3 separate regions of the Zea mays genome follow, and all the other regions are linked to region 1. Evidence: chromatin contacts called from public Hi-C and HiChIP or PLAC-seq data. All regions are on one chromosome and are shown on one strand. The core of a region is the stretch at or near the end of the contact, and the rest is flanking DNA. Distances in the headings are between cores, read along the strand shown. Region 1 holds the start of LOC100281278. Region 2 holds the start of LOC542496 (beta expansin8). Region 3 holds the start of LOC541910 (expansin-B3).

What was found. A called contact is a pair of places that touch in the nucleus more often than the background predicts. HiChIP or PLAC-seq counts read pairs in DNA pulled down with a chosen protein or histone mark.
Region 2: a contact with region 1 is called in an H3K4me3 HiChIP or PLAC-seq map of leaf, with 4 times the contacts expected there. The contact joins the promoter of LOC542496 here to the promoter of LOC100281278 in region 1. A contact is called at or near these places in 3 of 25 Hi-C or Micro-C datasets (ear, leaf and tassel) and 1 of 3 datasets of contacts at active chromatin or transcription factors (leaf).
Region 3: a contact with region 1 is called in a Hi-C map of ear, with 2.3 times the contacts expected there. The contact joins the promoter of LOC541910 here to the promoter of LOC100281278 in region 1. A contact is called at or near these places in 4 of 25 Hi-C or Micro-C datasets (bundle sheath, ear, leaf and 1 more).

The regions. Positions count from the first base shown.
Region 1 is chr9:121,167,241-121,169,940 of Zm-B73-REFERENCE-NAM-5.0, reverse strand. It overlaps LOC100281278, which reads right to left and starts at 1,392. Exons shown (of 2, transcript NM_001154197.3): 1 at 750-1,392; 2 at 1-564. The coding sequence starts at 1,139.
Region 2 is chr9:121,457,987-121,460,686 of Zm-B73-REFERENCE-NAM-5.0, reverse strand. It overlaps LOC542496 (beta expansin8), which reads left to right and starts at 1,266. Exons shown (of 4, transcript NM_001112046.2): 1 at 1,266-1,794; 2 at 1,904-2,013; 3 at 2,452-2,636. The coding sequence starts at 1,572.
Region 3 is chr9:121,482,164-121,484,948 of Zm-B73-REFERENCE-NAM-5.0, reverse strand. LOC541910 (expansin-B3) reads right to left here and starts at 1,365. Exons shown (of 4, transcript NM_001305866.1): 1 at 1,108-1,365; 2 at 824-933; 3 at 98-282. The coding sequence starts at 1,294.

The sequences.
Region 1 (2,700 bases), core at 143-2,642:
GCTGGCCGCCGGCCGGTACTCGGGCATCAGCCGCCCGGACTTGAACCGCACGCCGCACGCGTTGCAGAGGGTCTTGGGGCCCAGCGGCCCCGTCCTCCACTGCGGCGTCTTCTCCGACGCGCAGTGCGTGCACCGCCGCACGCCGCCGCCCTCCAGGCCCGCCTCCCCGCCAGCGGGCCCGCCGCCGGGGGGACCCGGGACCTTCTTGCCGCGGCTGCCGCCGTTCGGGCGCGCCGGCTTGTTCGACGACGGGAAGTCCGAGGACGAGCAGGACGACGATGAAGGGGACGACTGAGACGGCGGGCGCGGCACGAGGGAGTGCCACACCGCGGCAGCCGCGGCGGTCGCGCGGGACCGCCTGCTGCGCGCGCCGCGGCCAGGCGCCGCGGCGACGCCGCTGTCTTGACCGGCCGAGGTGGTGCCTCCTCCGTTGCCTGCCGCGTTAGCAGCAGCAGCAGCCGCCGCCGCCATCGCCGCATGCGTGGCGGACGAGTAATTCGGCATGTCCGAATAGGAGTCGTCCACGAACTTGGATAGCCACTCCAGCTCCGCAGCTTCCTCGGTCTGGATCATTAATTGTATCGCAACTGATTAGCGATCTCGTGCATATATAGAAACCTCTCTAGCTAAGTACAGTAGGTAACGCATTCTTATATATGGTGGCAAGTGGCATAGACGACGCATAGGCATAGGTGTTCTGTTCATCATAGCTGTGCGATGTGATCATTTGTTTAATTATTGGTACTCACGGGTATGTAGAACTCATCGGCGAAGGAGAGGGCCGACGTCCGGTGATCCGACGAGTTGGCGGTGGGTGAGGGCTCACCCATGGCCCCCGACGAGTGGTGCCCCTTGTCAGTGGCCGGCGCCGCGGTGGGGAAGAACTCATGGGCGCCGGCGCCGGGGGTGGAGAGGTCGAGGAGGTCGTCGACGCGCATGGCGTCGCCCATGGGCGGCATCCCGCCGTAGTAATGGTGGTGGTGCGGCGTGGAGTAGCTGGCGGCGCCGCCGCTGTGGCTGTGGGGATGGCTGCTCATCATCATCGGCGCGGTGGTGATGCTGGAGGCGTTGTGGTGGTACGTGCCGCCCATTCCCATGCCGAGCTCCACCCCCATGGCCATTTCCCACTCCGACGCCATCGCGAACACGAAGAGCTAGCTCAGAGCAAACCGTACGACGGCGTACTACTTAATTGGCACAGGGCAGGTCCTTGAAACGAGCAAGTGACAGTGCGTGTTCCAGGCTTCCAGTACCAGCTAGTAGCTAGCCTCAGTGACGAGAGTGAGTGCGTGTGAGGAGGGGGGGGAGAGAGATCTAGAGGAGGGGCTGGAGTGGAGTGACGAGAGAGGGAGAGGAGTGACGACGGGGGAAGAAATAGTGCTGGGCTCTCGGGGCTCCAGTCACTTGATCACCAGGATGGGGGTTGTTGCGAAGTAATTAATATCTAGAGGTTATGGGTGGAGAGAGACGGGGCTCGTGGCCGGGGCACAAAACTATGTTTGACAAAGTTGTGCTTGTGCATATAAGGTACCAATAGGGGTCTGTTCTAAAGGAATAATTAAGGGGAATTGAGTCAGTTTATATTCAATTTTGATTAGAAAGAGATTTAGGGTTTATTTGGTTCGCTGACTAACTTTTCATATTTTGTCTAATTTTTCTGTCTGAGGTTAGTTCTTCAATTTGAACGGCTGAACTTAGAAAAAGTATGATATAATTAGTCATGAACCAAACATGCCCTTAATTTCATCTAATTTCTCTTGGTCCAGATGTAACCGAACAAGCTTGCGATTAAGGGGTATATACAAATACAATTAAATTAGAGTGGAGAGCGGCGCGGAAGCTGCAGCCCAGCACGGCAGCAGGAGGCAACGTGACCCCGTCCCATGCACTGCATCCGTCCCCCACTCCCTCTCCCTGGCCTGTCCACCCACATTCATATGCTCCACCACCACTCGTACGTCTCACGCGCACCGCAGTGCTCTCTCCCCTTGGCATAATTCCGTTAGCAGCTACTGCTTGTACCAGTCCAGTATTTTTATAAAAAAAACAGAGAGAAGTGGGAAAAATGGGAGAACGAGAGATGGAAGAAAGAATCCTGTTTACTTTAACCGCAATGCATGCTGCATGCACGCGACCACGTGACTCCATGAGCTGTAGCCTGCGCAAGTGTCCATGGAAGTGGATGCCGAAGCATCCTGGGCGGAAATCAATGCTGCTCACCTTGCAGGAGCATACGTACTAGTACGAAGGCAGGCAGGCAGGGGAGGGAAAGTCCGCCACGCATGCACCGAGAATGGTTAATAGGTCAATTTCCTATGTCCGTCGTCTCGTCTCGTCCCGGCTCCAGCTCCAGCTCCAGCTCCACTCGACGGAAGTGACTGCCGTTTCCAGAGGGCGGCCTGGGCCTGGCCGCTCGTCTTTGCCGGTCTCGGCGAGCAATAAAGCTGGGCCTCCCGGAATCCCCGCGGCACGTGCTCACTCGTGCTTACGCAGTTCCCGTCCTCTCCGCCCACGTGACGCCCGCCCACGCCCACCCCACCCCAACTAGAGCGCGTCAGAATCCACGAGCCAGCCTGATTAGTAAACTGATCCCCCGGCCAACCAGCTTCCCGGCGCCAGCTCGCCATGCATGCTCAGGTTTAATAAAGTAAACCCGCTGATCGATCCTTCGTCCCTGCAAAATTAAACCACTGCACTGGG
Region 2 (2,700 bases), core at 17-2,516, 290 kb before region 1:
CTTACGCGGGACCATGACCACAAGTCGCGCCATGTATATGTATATAGATACTAGTCGATGTTCGTTCTAAGAGACAGCAATTCTAAAATTCTCACTCCGTTTGAAATAAATAGAAGAGTCCAATGGAATTAGTACGTGTAGAACAAATTCAATATATATGTGGAATAGTTACTCGGCGGTTCGTCGTCAAATAAATTGTCTGCTTATGACTATTTGCCAGCCAAATGAATTTCTGTCAGGGGGGGGGGGGGGGGGGGGGGGGGGTGTCAATAAATATGGGATGGCATGTGGGATGGCATGTGGGGTCAATAGATATGGAATGGCTTCCCTCCTGTTACGGGCATGTGGGATGGCATGGATTGGAGACGAAGGACAAATGGAGTCAAAAAGGCGGCGTGGGATGTGCTCTGCCTCTGCCTCTGCCTCTACTGTAACCTGGCTTATCCACCCATGTCACATCGATCGAGTTTGGTCAGAACTATAGTGAGGGTTCGAGAATTATTGCGCTAAATGACATGAACCGGAGGGCAGTGCAAGCCCAGCACAGCACGTTGTGTAAAGGGCGTTTGGGCGGCAGGCACTGACGAGCGACGAGCGAGGCTAGCTGTGTTTGGTTCTGAAACCTTTTCTTTTGCTGTCTGAACACGAGACGAGGGAACGAACTAGAATCAATCTAGATGCGCCCCCCCAACGCATAACAGCAAGTAACCTGCTTACGTGAAGTACTCCTCACTCACCGACTATATACGAGTCGTGGGCAATTCATGAAGATCAGCAATAATGAAGTTTGTGACCACACCACGTAGCCCTGTTGTGCCATGCCAAAACTCTGAAGTCTTGCGCGAGCGCGAGGAACCGGCCAAACCACGAGGAAGGTGAACGTACCAAGGAACGCCCACCAGGAATCTGTTCCAAGCGGCACCAACGCGCGCCAGACAATGCATATTGCGAACAGGTGAGCCTTTCCCGTGGCTGGCGCTGGGCCGATGCCACATGCCGACAGCCCAAACAAGTCACCCTTTCTCGGGAGAAGCCTGTTCCGCTTATCAGCTGGTGAGTCTTTCTGGCTCTGCTCCCGCCCACCCTCTCACTGACAAGTGACCAGCGAGGTGAGCAAGCAAGCAAGCAAGCAAGCCAGCAAGCGAGCCGATCCGTCGGTCCATCGTCCATCCATCCACCACCGAACCCGGCCGGCCGGCCCCAACCTTCATCTGCCAGCCTTTAATACGTGCTGCCGTGGCAACACGAGTGAGTGCAGAGTAGTAGAACTGAGCAAGACCCCGGCCCGGTCGACTGAGCTGATCAGCCTGCCCAGGCCATGTGCAGCCCCAACATGGCACGTTCTCCCTCGCTCCTCTGCGTACACACAGAAACCTCTCCTCCCTCCCCTCTCGCAGCTAGCGTGCCGGCCTGCCGGTGCCCTTCTGCCCATCTGGCTTATAAATAGGCCCACACGGCACCACGGCCACCACCACCACCCACCAGTCCACCACCACTGCTCGCACTCACTCCACCGCTGCCCACTTCTTGTTTGTATTGTATCCAGACTCCAGAGGAAGCCGAGAGGGCCAATGAGGCAAGGCATGAGCTCCCCTTCCGCCGCCGCGGCGCTCGTGCTCCTCCTGGCCCTGCTCGCCGGAGGCCAGTGCCGAGAGGCCCAGCTCGACGCCGCGGACGCCGGCACCGGCACGGAGAACTACACCGCCAGCGACGCCGCCGTGTACTGGGGCCCCTGGCAGAGGGCCCGGGCCACCTGGTACGGCCAGCCCAACGGCGCCGGCCCCGACGACAACGGTGAGCGCCGGCATTCCCGAGACCTTTATTACCGCTCTGCCTCCTCCCTTCTCCCTCGGTGCCTTGTGGGCGGCAATGTGGCTCACGGAACGCGTCGTGTGTGCGCTAGGTGGCGCGTGCGGATTCAAGCACACCAACCAGTACCCCTTCATGTCCATGGGCTCCTGCGGCAACCAGCCATTGTTCAAGGACGGCAAGGGCTGCGGCTCCTGCTACAAGGTACTACTACTACAGTAAAAAACAAACAGCATGGAATGGAGTTCTTACCGACACTTGTATTATCTGAAGCATATTTGCACAGTAGTATAGATTATTTTGTTTTTCTTCTTCTTCTTTAGCGGAAACCATTCTACTAATGCTCCACTTGTTTTAAAAAAAAGCAATTGTCGTCATAGTAAGGTTGGTGGTGTTTGAGACTGTTTTGGTAGAGAAGTGCTAGACACCGTATGGACGTTAAAGAGGGCGGCACGGCAGAAGTAGTAGTAGTAGTGTAGTAACTGTTAAAGTAGGACGCTACCCGTACAGCCCCCAGGCCGCTCCTCGGAGCACAGCACAGGCCGCTCATATGTGGGGCCCTCTTGCATGTGCGCGCCTCCCTCGATCCCCGTGACAGTGCCATTTATTTATTACTGCGCATTGACTCCTGCTTGGACGCAGATTCGGTGCAGGAAGGACCCGTCCTGCTCCGGGCGGACGGAGACGGTGATCATCACCGACATGAACTACTACCCGGTGTCCAAGTACCACTTCGACCTCAGCGGCACTGCGTTCGGCAGGCTGGCCAAGCCCGGCCTCAACGACAAGCTCCGCCACTCCGGCATCATCGACATCGAGTTCACCAGGTCGGTGGTGTGCGTGCTGTTGAATTTCGTAGCGCGGCAAGTGAAAGTTTGGTGGTAGGGCGGA
Region 3 (2,785 bases), core at 116-2,615, 320 kb before region 1:
TGCACTGCAGACTGTGGGTTCGTGGTTCTGCTGTGCAACGTGCAGTGCATGTGCAGTTGCAAATGACGACGATACGGCGATACCGGGCCGCACCCACCTCTTGAACTGGATGTCGATGATGCCGGCGTGGCGGAGCTCGTCGTTGCGGCCGGGCTTGGACATGGCGCCGAACGCCGTGCCGCTAAGGTCGAAGTGGTACTTGGCCACCGGGTAGTAGTTCATGTCGGTGATGATCACCGTCTCCGGGTTACCGGAGCAGGCAGGGTGGTTCTGGCATCGTATCTGGAAAAAAAAAGAGAGGATTTGTTAGGCCCTATTTAGAAAGGTAATAGTTAGACAGCTAATGAACTATTGAACTAGGTAGCTACCAATTAACTATGGTATTAACTAATGATAACTAATTTGTAGTAGCTAACTATTAATTTTAGAGGTTAAAAAACCGAAAAACTACTTATGCTCGAGCTTTTCGTTTCCATTAAGGTCTAGTTTGGATACTCTAAGGGTCCGTTCGGTTGATAGGGAATAGAAGACTGGAACTGTTTCGACCCAGATTGTTTCTCTAATTTGTATAAGTTTTGATCAACAAGAACAATTCTTGGTCCAATCCTGCAGAAACGAACGGATCCTAATATTGATCCCAATCCACATGTGTTAAGGTGGATTGGGGTGTAACTTAAACAAATTTACACTTCAATCCACCTCAACACATGTGAATTGAGGTCAATACTAGAGTACCCAAACAAAGCTTAAGTCCAGCCGGCACCAAATTAAAGGAAGGGATCTTCGTCTGGCCAATTAATGTAGCTAGCTAGCTAATACGTACTTGGTAGCAGGAGCCACATCCCTTGCCGTCTTTGAACAGGGGCTGGTTGCCGCACGACGTCATGGCGGAGAAGGGCGGCAGGTTCACGTTCTTGAACCCGCACGCGCCACCTGCACATCAATGCACGCGGCGGACACCGTGCGTTAGGCCAACAGCACGACATGCATGCAGTAGTATAGAGAGTAGAGTATATATACATCCCAAAAGCAAAAGACGCGATCCTGCGCCTTTTGCAATGCAAACGACGTCGACGTCGTCTATATATACACGTACTCACTACTCACCATCGTCGTCAGGGCCGGCGCCGGTGGGCGCGCCGTACCAGGTGGCTCTGGCAGCCTCCCAGTTGGGATCGGCGGTGAAGTCTGAGGCTGTGAAGTTGACCGGTCTAGCGCACGAGGCATACGTGACAAGGAAGGAGAAGATGAGCGCACCAAGTGCGAGCACCTTGGAGGAGGAGATGGACGCCATTGTTTGAATCTTGATATATAGCTACCTTCGTTCTAGCTAGAGTGCTACTAGGACTCTGGCCGACAGGAGGAGTTCTGTGATCTGGAAGGAGCACCTTGCCGGCCGGGGTATTTATAGACTGGAAAAGAATAATCTCCAAGGAAGGCAGCGCGCCCGTCGACGAGGTGGTGGTGGTTCGGCCTTTGGTAGGGGCGCGCGGTCACATCTCACATGGCTATGGAGCAAACCATGCGAGAAGCGGATGGTTCGGGTCACGACTCACGAGTGAACTACTAAAAAAAAAATTAACACGGCGCCCTCTTGGCAGTTATCGCACGGTGTGTGTATTATCGAGGGTTGGCAGGACCGGCTCGTACACGGGATTCTGATTCTCGGGAGTTCTTAATCCTGTGCGTAAGGGCATGTGCAATGAGTATCTTAAATTGTGTCTTAGAGTGTGTCTAGGGGGTGAATATAAAAAAACTCAAGACATGTATCTTGACAAAGACACAGTATCTTGGCTATATGTTTGAGACAAGAGACTAGCTGATTGATCACTTTAATTTATTGAATGCTCTGATTGGTACAATGAATATTGTAAGACACATGTTTTAGACATGACCACTATATTATGTTGTGTTTTAGTTGTGTCTTATACTTGGAGTACCGTGCAGCAGTATCTAGGTTGTACATGCCCTAATAAGCACTCTTGTCTGGTGTATGCAGTGTTAGGAGCGGGAGATTCGTGTGCACCGCTGGATACACGGAAGGAAGGAGGACAGGTCTACAAACATGGGAGGGGCCTATAATTGTTGGGTAATCATTGCATATGGATCCTGGTGTACCAAACCCCCTGAATCATGCACATGTTTCTACCTAGCCAGCAGTACGCAGAGGAGCTGGGATGGGTTGGAAGCGGCGCCTAATCCGTTTCAGTTTCACGTACGAAAAGCTACGGTGGGTGAATGGCTGAACACCTTGTCATTGCACTGTTGCTCACTCGCTGTCTGTCCGACTAATTTTTGGAACAAAGGCGCAGTGGCGTGTCAACACACGCTGCGAAGTGAATGTGGCCTAAGTGCGTGTTTGGCATGGCTCAGCTCCATCCAAGAGTAGCTCTACTCTGAAACTCTGTGTGGAGCAGCTCAGCTCTAGTGACAGTTAAATAACTCAAACCTCCATGACTAGGTTACTTTTTTGGAGTTTTCGGAGCAGCAAAAGAGGCACTCCAAAAATTTGTACTGCAGCTCCAAAAAAACTCTATAGAGTTTACCACTCTGGAGTTAGAGTGTTTGGCATGCTCTGGGCCAGCTCCTCATTGGAGTTTTGCTCTGGAACCATACCAAACAGACCTTAACGCCCTGTTTGAAAGCGACATAGTCCTTAAGAATTCAATTTCTATCTCCAGTTTATAGAAACTGGTTTATATGGGGAAAAACCGGGTTAATAGTGTTTGAAAATTAGAACCACCTCAACTTTTATAATTAGGTTTTAGATAGAGGAGACTAGCTT